Linked DNA regions of Mus musculus: all the other regions are linked to region 3. A link is a contact called in public HiChIP or PLAC-seq data. All regions are on one chromosome and are shown on one strand. The core of a region is the stretch at or near the end of the contact, and the rest is flanking DNA. Distances in the headings are between cores, read along the strand shown. Region 1 overlaps Antxr1 (anthrax toxin receptor 1). Region 2 overlaps Antxr1 (anthrax toxin receptor 1). Region 3 overlaps Gfpt1 (glutamine fructose-6-phosphate transaminase 1).

Region 1 (2,719 bases), core at 165-2,664, 180 kb after region 3:
AGAAAGCTGATATAGTTCCCCCCGATGTGCACACACACATGGCAGCACCCTAACCCATGTGGTAGCAGCCACTAGAAGAGAATTCAGGGCTCACTTTCTGATGCTGGTGTCCTGGTCCCATGTCCATCTAATCCTTGTACCAACATAGTTTGAGTTTGCTTTTCTGTAAGGAATAGCTAAGGAGGGGCTCTAAGGAGATTCACATCTACATCCAGTTTGGGAGAGCCCATCCTCATGGAGAAAATGCTCTGTCAAACACAAACAAGTACAGCAAATATCCCTGGGTTGCAGAAGGCAGGCAGCTTTGTCAGGTCTCATGAAAATCCAATAAGAGTTGTACCTGGGAAGTGGCAGCTTCAGTGGGGTTTGTCATGAGCACCCAGCAGACACAAGTGTGCCTTAGGGTAGGTCATCTGTAGTAGAGACAGCTAGTTAAGTATTTGTGTGCAAGCATGAGGACCCAAGTTCGAATCCTGAGCATCTTTCTAGCTAGGCAGGGTGGTAGGCACTTGAAATCCTAGCATCGAGGAGGCAGAGACAGGCAAATCCCAGGCAGGCTAGCTGAATCACTGCTTCCTTCCTGGGTAGCATGTGGGTAGGTGTCGCAAAGTCTGGATGCCCAACAAATAACCTGCTAGTCACTTTGACAGCTCTGCTAGTGACAGCCTTAGGAGCTAAGGGAGGAAGGAAGGTGTGTGTGTGTGTGTGTGTGTGTGTGTGTGTGTGTGTGTGAGAGAGAGAGAGAGAGAGAGAGAGAGAGAGAGAGAGAGAGACTGTTTCTGTGTGGAGACCAGAGGTCGACATCAGATGTCTTCTGTGCTTCTCCATCTTAGTTTTTGAGATGGGTTTTCTCACTGACCCTGGGTCTTCCTGATCCAGTTAGGCTGTCTGGACAGAAGCCATAGTTATCCTCCTGGCTTCGCCTCCTCAGTGTTGGGATTGATTACAGGCCCATGTTGCTTTGCTCAGTTATTGTTTGTTCCTTTATCGGTGCTAGGGGTTCAAACTCAGGTCCTCACCCTTCTGGGGATCACTTTACCAACGGAACCATCTTTCCACCCCAGGATCATTTTTCAGATGAAAATGGAGGTTCAGAAAGACCAAGTGCCATCTTAGCTACATAGTGATACAAGCAAGCCAGGCCCAGACCCAAACTCTGCAGTGTCCTGTCATCACGGAGAGACTTCCTGCTCCAGGGAAGCCTGGGGGAGGGAATAAGCCAAACCCTGCCCAGCATGGCTGACTGGATCTTGTATTTATTTCCTTGTGGCTGTGGTTTACCCACAGCTCTTGTGTACAGTACCTGTGGTGCAGCCCCACCCACAGACCCCCAGGCAGCCACAGGGTGGCCCCAGAAGGCCTGTGACTCCAGGCTCCATGCTGTGGTTTGAGCTGGAGGGCTTCTGAGGTGGCTGCAGGCAGGCACTGGCTCCTGTCTCATCCCTCTGTCCTAGCTAACAAGGGGTGGGAGGCAGGCAGAGGCCTGGGCAGAGGGACATTTCTCATTTTCCTTTTTTTTTGTCTTCCTTTCCTGTTCGGAAGGCCAAATATTTCTGGGGCAAAGCAGGATGGAGAACGGTGGCGGCTTGGGGGTACAGCTCTGATGTCCCCGAGATTGAACCCAGGCTGGGAGGCTGTGGGTTCACTTACAGAGCTGGCATTTTTGCCTCTCAGAGGGGCTGTCTGGTTTGGAACCTGTTTTCACTTTACCACAAAAATGAGTGGCTTTTTCTTCCTCTCTCTTTAACAAAGGCAGGCCATTTGGTTTCCATAACTCAGATCATCCGAGTCCTTCCTGGAATGGCCACTTGGGAAGCAGGGTCCAGGGACTTCCTCCTTCACCACAGAGGGGCCCCGTGCCTAGTTTGGGGGCCATGTCAGCCCCCCTCCCCATTGCAGCCTCTGCCAATGCCAGTGTGTTGTGCTGTTTATGGGGCCGTAATCCACTCTGAGGACAATGAGGCCCTGCTTCCCTGCTCACTGGGTGGCCATTTCACTTCACAGCTCCCTGGCACGGCATGGAATAGAAAAGGGTAATGGAGACCAGGAGGCTGGAGCAGCCTGCTCTGTCTTGTTCACAACCAGGGAGAAAATTAGAGGGGTAGGAGTTGAAGATCAGATTATTATTTCTTCTTCTTCTTCTTCTTCTTCTTCTTCTTCTTCTTCTTCTTCTTCTTCTTCTTCTTCTTCTTCTTCTTCTTCAATGAATGTGAAATGCATGTATTTCAGAATTCTAAGAACGCCTATGACATATTAATCTAAATCCTTTGTCTATAGGGGTCTGATAATCAGAAAGAAGTTTGACTTAAATCAGGATTTGAGAACTAATGGGTGTCATTACAGATTGAACATAATCTGGGACCTGGTATCCTGGAAGCTGACTACAGGTGTGAAGAGAATGGAAGAGACCAGCTCTGACAGTTTCAGGTTCAAATCCCAGGTTTGGCTCTGACTAGTGTGTAACTGGGGTCAGGTTCATCTACGAATTGTGGCTATGATATCATTGGGCTGTTGTGTGTAAATAGGAATGAATGAAAGCACAAAGTATGGCATTTAAGACTCAATAAGAACCCAGGAAGAGTCCCCTCACTTTATTACAGTGGCACCTGAGCCTTTAAAATCCACTTCAAATGTGAAGACCACAGTTTTCAAGATGTTTTAGTGCTTATTAATATTGTTCAGCCTTACTGACATCATTTAGACACCAGGAGTTTTGGTG
Region 2 (2,936 bases), core at 386-2,885, 150 kb after region 3:
TAAGAGAAACAACAATATGAACTATCCAGTACCCCCAGAGCTCCCTGGGACTAAACCACCAACCAAAAAGTACATATGGTGGGACTCATGTCTCCAGCTGCATATGTTGCAGAGGATGGCCTAGTTGGTCATCAATGGGAAGAGTTGTCCTTGGTCCTGTGAAGACTCTATGTCCCAGTGTAGGGGAATGCCAGAGCCAGGAAGCAGGAGTGGGTGGGTTGGTGAGTAGGGGGAGGGGGGAGGGGATAGGGGGCTTTCAGAGGGGAAACTAGGAAAGGGGATAACATTTGAAATGTAAATAAAGAAAATATCTAATAAAAAATGTAAAAAAAACTTAAGATACTACAAAAAGAGAGGTAATATAGTTTTTACAGGAAATGAAGGTTTTCTAATCATTCCTAAAAACAAAACAAAACAAAACAAGAGTAAGGGGCAGAAAGAGTGTCTTTGATGCTTACTAACAATCTCACCAATAGCTTTTGATTGTTTTGAGATAGGATTTCATGTATCTCAGGCTGGCTTTGAACTCACTATTGGACTGAGGCTGGTCTTGAAATCCCAATCCTTTTATCCTCTCTCCCTCACCCCCCTGCTCCCAAGTGCTAGAGTGGCAGGATTACAGGTGTCTGCCCACACTGGCATTTTCACTGACAGTTCATTTATAGGTACTGAGATGTTAAAGAACCGTCACTGGCAGGCCAGTTTACTTCTTTTAAAAAAATCCGTATCTCTTTCCTTTAAAAAGTTTTCATAATGAGAAATATCCCAAGTGGCTTCTTTAGAATATTCATGGGGGTCTCCTCTCAGACGTCCGAGTGTGAGCATAGGGAAGCTTGTGCAGTGAGTGATCTGTGGGATCCACAAGTGGGCTCAGGAGGAGGGAGGCTTGCAACCCAGCGGTATGCCACCGTGCTCCTTAGGGAAGAGCATGCACAGGTCTCTATCAGGCTCTCAGCGCTGTCCTTCTCCCACATCTACACAAGAGGGAGGCTGGGTGACCTGTCCAGGGCGACCCCACAAGTTAGTGGCAGAGCCAGGATATGAGTCACTCCTACTTTGAGAGCTCAATAAGGCTCTGGACGAGGTTTAAAGGCGACTCTCATTCCCTGGAACTCTCTGGAATGTCTTTGACCAAAAAGCCAGGGAACTAAACACCCTTGACTCCAGCCAAAAAGCCAAGGTTTGGGAATGTGGGATTGCCCCTCAAGGGAGCCAGGCCTCAGGCTCAGGTGCAGGGCTGGGCAGTCAGAGTGTGGGGTAGGGGAAAGTGAGGGTCCTCCATAGACAAGGCCATGGTAGGAGGGACCGTTGGGCTAAGGCATGCATACAGAAGTCTGGAACAGAGCATGCAGTTAGTGGTGTCGGCAAGAAATCACATGCTAGTTAGGGGCCAGTCTTGTGTCCTGTCTGTCTCTGTATTCTAGGCAACTGAGAGAGGGAAGAAAGCTGCTGCCTCCGTATCAACCAATGAGAGAAGGAGCACTGGACGGGAGTGAGAGGAGAGGACCAAGCCATCCCATACAAGTGATCACTTCAGACTGAGCTGGAATTTTCCTCTGTTTCCCCATAGCAACCAGCACGGTGAACATTTCAGGTCGTAAACCTGTCTGCACTTGGAGTAATAAGTGGTTTGGTCACCAAGAGGCTTATAAAACTGCAGCCTTCCATAAAGGCTGAGACACTATGCAGCACAGCTCTACATTCCTGTGGGAGATGGGGCAGTTTCTGTGGGCAGCAAGGGTGAAGGACTGGCTCATGGTGGCAGGGGGGTAGGGGTGGGGAGGGCGGACAACTCCTAAGGAAGACACCAGGGATGGAGAGTGATGGCCGGCTCTGCGGCAGCCCCTTAGGAGTCAAAAGTCCCCGTCGATGTAGTGAGGGGGATAAGCAAGGAGCCCTCCCCAAGGGCTGCTTAAAAATGGTCTCGTCCCTTAGAGAAAGCTGCTACCTAGGGCCCATGTGCTTCCTGAAGTTATCAATGTCACATCTGTAAATGTCGCTGTCAAATATAGAAGTCTGAACTCTGTTTTCTAGAAACTTAGAGCAAGAACTGTCACGCCCTGCAAGTGTCTATTGTGTCTGTACTCTGTGTTTAGTGGGCAGCTCAGGGACACAGGACCAACTAGACCGGCTCAAAGTGTTCAGTCTGTGGTGGGGAATCTAAACAGAGCAGGAGGCATGGGTTACTCCATGGCTGCATACCCAGCAAGGAACAAAACACATTTCTCCTAAAGATCTTACTTATATGCTGATGGAAAGAAGATGATAACAATGATAAGAACATTAACTACTAATATAGCTAATGTTTACTGGACACTTATGTACAGGGATTATCTTTATTCTTTCTGTGTTCTAGGCTAGCACATTTCATTCCTATTGATAATTTAATGAACTCTAAACCCTATTTTCTTATTTCTCCCACCTTATAGCTAAATATGATCTAAGAAGATCCAGAGAAACTGGGAAGTCTTACAGAGAAGGCTACGGTTCTTGTTTGCTTTTGTTGTTGTTGTTGTTTTGTTTTGTTTTTACACACAGTCTCAGAGTTTCTCTGTAGCTCAGGCTGGCCTAGGCTTCTGATCTCTGCACCTCAGCCTCATGAGTGCTAGAGAAGCCAGAGTTCAGATGAGGGCAACCTGGCCCCCACGTAAAAGCAGCAGGCTCTAGCACTTAGCAAGCTAACCTGGGCTGGAGAACAGGGCCACGGAACCAGCACTTCACACTAGAGGTGACTCTTGGGTAGGCAGTGTCCTGACTGGTTTTGTGTGTCAACTTGACACAAGCTAGAGTCAACTGAGAGAAAGGAGCCTCAGTTGAGGAAATGCCTTCATGAGATCTGGCTGTAGGCATTTTTTCAATTAGTGATCAACAGGGGAGGGCCCAACCCATGGTGGGTGGTGCCATCCCTGGGCTGGTGGTCTTGGGTTCTATAAGAA
Region 3 (2,760 bases), core at 138-2,637:
GGGCTGGTGGGGACAGGTGCTGGGGAATGGTGGAGAGTCATGGTCTCCTAGGTAGTTTTCACTGGGTATGTGGGAGAGTTCTAGAGTTGGATAGCAGGGCTGGGGCTCACAGTGTGAATGTGCATAATCCCACTACGAGGTGACAGTCACACACTAGGTTCTTGCTGTGGTTATCAGACCTTGGGCACTTTGCCTGCCTGTCTGTATAATATGTGTACCACATTTGTGCTTGATTCTCTTGGAGATTAGAAGAGGAACTGGAACAGGAGTTTGATATAGTTGGGAGCCATCATGTGTGCTCTGGAAACAGAACCCAAATTCTCTGCAAGAACAGCAAGTGCTCTTAACCATTGAGCCATCTTTCCAGCCCCTAGGTTTCTGTCATAAGTAGCAAAACACGAACTTCTGCAGAGGTCTTTCATGTTTGCACTTTGCTCCATGTTGAAAGCAGAAGTCAGAGAGCAGCTCTGGTCTCTAGAGCACACACCACAGCAGCTTACAGATACCGCATGACTAGACTCTAGTCTCCAACTCATGTCACAGGAGTAGACCATAGCAGAGTTTCTGATGTAGTCTTGCCCTTAATAATTTAATCATATGAATATATAATTAACAATTTAAATAAATGTAAAATATGATCCAAGCACTAGAAAGTGTTTAAAGTTTAGTATTGAATTTAGGAAAGGGATGTTGGGATGAGGGGAAGCCTCGCGATGTAAGAAGGTGTAGGCTTGGAAGATGTAAGTAAGTGGAGGTCAGATGGGAACACTGGGCTGCCTGGAAGAGCATTAGCTGAGGGCATTGGTGTGAAAGCCATGAGGAGGCTTATGCTCTGTTATGCTTATGCTCAGTAGTTTAGGGTATGTCTCAGGTCTAGGATTTGAAGAATTATAAAAGTCAGTTTAGGAAAGTTGGGGAGAGGAACTGTCCTGAGGAGGTGGATGGTGGGCTCAGGGGGCACCTCTGTTATGGAAGCTGATTAGCTTTTAAAGTCTGGGTGCTATCTGGTCTGTAGGTGCCAGGGAAGGGAAAGCCTGGGTTATATATAGCAGTACGATGTCGATCTGTCTGAGCACAGTGAAAAGAGGAAGAATGGGGAGACAGGAGCAATAGGAGTGGGACCGTGAGGACCACATAGATCTGTGAGGGAGGAGACCCAGGGCCAGAGCACAGTGCTCAAAGGATTCGTGGAACTTAAGTCAGGAAAAAGACCTGTTTGCTAAGCGAAGAGAATGAGGCCGACTTTGAGAACTTCATGGTATGCCTTTATTCCTGTGGTTACTGTGTTGTCTTAATCCCTCTGTGCCACATCCTGGGGAACAAAACTAGGACCCTGCATGTGCTATGTGTGTCGTCTCCTTCTGAGTCATACACCAGCGCTGAGACAGCTACTGTGTTTAAAACTCTTACGTGTATTACGTGCATATGAGTTGTCTAATGTAAACAGGATAGGAGTTCTCGGGGACGTCAGAACTGTCAGCTGAATGTTTGCCAAAGGTCACATTGCCAGTCACTCATGGGTGTGTTCCTTCAGTGACGCTCCTGAGGAACCCCACCTCCTAAGCAGTCTTTCTATTTATTTCTTAGTTATGGCTGTGTTGTCAGAGTTAGACTAAAGCATTATCCAGATTATGACATGCTTGGCAGGCTGAGGCAGGAGCAGCAAGAGGCCTGCCTGGGTCTCACACATTGTACATAAGTCATTTCAGACCTTGGGGGACTCCTAGAATTAGCCTAAAAGCCATCAGGGAATTTGCTTGACTAAGTTTAGGAAACATGTCTTAACATGCCTGTTCTTGATCTCCATCTGCAATACTACCTTCTCTGGTAGACTGTCTGCTCTTTTGGGAGGAGGGGTAGGGTGTTATATAGTCCCAAATGGCCTGGAACTCACTTTTGAAGACCAGGCCAGCCTTAGACTCACATATCTCCAGCTGCCTCTTGATTTAAAGGTGCGCCCTCCTCATGTAATTTGTCTGTTTTATATGGAGTATGACTCACCCCAGCCTCCAGGCGTTGTTTTTTTGTTTTTTGTTTTTTTTTCTGTCTTATAGCCATCCATTTGGTTTTGTATGGCTGAGTTTCTGAAGTATATGGCAAGCCAAAGGAAAAGAATCAGTAGAAAATGATGGATAGACAGACAGAACAAAATATCAAAATGTCTAGCAGAAATTGACTGGGAAGGCTTCTGTAACCCAGTCAGTTGGAGTTTAGTCAGGGTAAAATGGTCCCTCAAGTAAGGGGAGGCTTCGGAGTATCAAGAGTGGGCATTGTCAAATTGGGTAGAGCAGAAACAGACCTGGGATGGTGAGGTGGTTCTAACTTTTCAGCTTTTCCTTCCCTCTGCACACACTTGTTTGTTATGGGGAAACAGTAGTAACATCTGTTAGAAATAGTTTTTCCTTGGAGCTGTTCCCATGGCTTTCCTTAGGCTGTTTTTTTCTCGTGCCTATCACAGTGTTTAGAAGGCTATTCTGTCTTCAGATTGGAGAGAACAAACATTCTTGGGCCTGAAATGGTGGGGGGTGGGGGGGTGGGAAAAACCCCATTTCCAGAGGCAGTTTCTCAGTGGATTCAAACAGCACACAGTATTTTACCAATAGAACACACATCATACTTCCTAAAGTGTAGCGCACACCAAGACCTGTGCAAACACTGTACTCTTACACTGTGTTTTGATTAAGAGCAGGCACAGAAGTTAACCTGGAAATGCTCACAGGGGACCTGGAAAACATGAATAGTGTGGTTTATAGTCCAAGT

The links. HiChIP or PLAC-seq counts read pairs in DNA pulled down with a chosen protein or histone mark.
Region 1: a contact with region 3 is called in a FOXA1 HiChIP or PLAC-seq map of pancreatic cancer cells. The contact joins two enhancer-like sites. A contact is called at or near these places in 1 of 115 datasets of contacts at active chromatin or transcription factors (pancreatic cancer cells) and 1 of 9 other capture datasets (adipose tissue).
Region 2: a FOXA1 HiChIP or PLAC-seq map of pancreatic cancer cells shows a contact between it and region 3. The contact joins two enhancer-like sites. A contact is called at or near these places in 1 of 115 datasets of contacts at active chromatin or transcription factors (pancreatic cancer cells) and 2 of 9 other capture datasets (adipose tissue and embryonic stem cells).

What each region holds. Positions count from the first base shown.
Region 1 is chr6:87,243,012-87,245,730 of GRCm38.p6, forward strand. The region is part of intron 10 of Antxr1 (anthrax toxin receptor 1); the gene reads right to left. The region is part of intron 3 of Gm38851 (a long non-coding RNA gene); the gene reads left to right. Among named protein-coding and RNA genes, the nearest start is that of Gm38851, 21 kb to the left of the region's middle. Within about 2 kb of position 1,415, at least 20 of the 459 cell types and tissues checked have an H3K27ac peak or open chromatin away from gene starts, as enhancers often do. A contact at or near this core is called in pancreatic cancer cells, where this site is marked.
Region 2 is chr6:87,218,191-87,221,126 of GRCm38.p6, forward strand. All of the region lies in intron 12 of Antxr1 (anthrax toxin receptor 1), which reads right to left. Among named protein-coding and RNA genes, the nearest start is that of Gm38851, 3.5 kb to the right of the region's middle. Within about 2 kb of position 1,636, at least 57 of the 459 cell types and tissues checked have an H3K27ac peak or open chromatin away from gene starts, as enhancers often do. A contact at or near this core is called in pancreatic cancer cells, where this site is marked.
Region 3 is chr6:87,067,949-87,070,708 of GRCm38.p6, forward strand. The region is part of intron 11 of Gfpt1 (glutamine fructose-6-phosphate transaminase 1); the gene reads left to right. Among named protein-coding and RNA genes, the nearest start is that of Gfpt1, 26 kb to the left of the region's middle. Within about 2 kb of position 1,388, at least 93 of the 459 cell types and tissues checked have an H3K27ac peak or open chromatin away from gene starts, as enhancers often do. A contact at or near this core is called in pancreatic cancer cells, where this site is marked.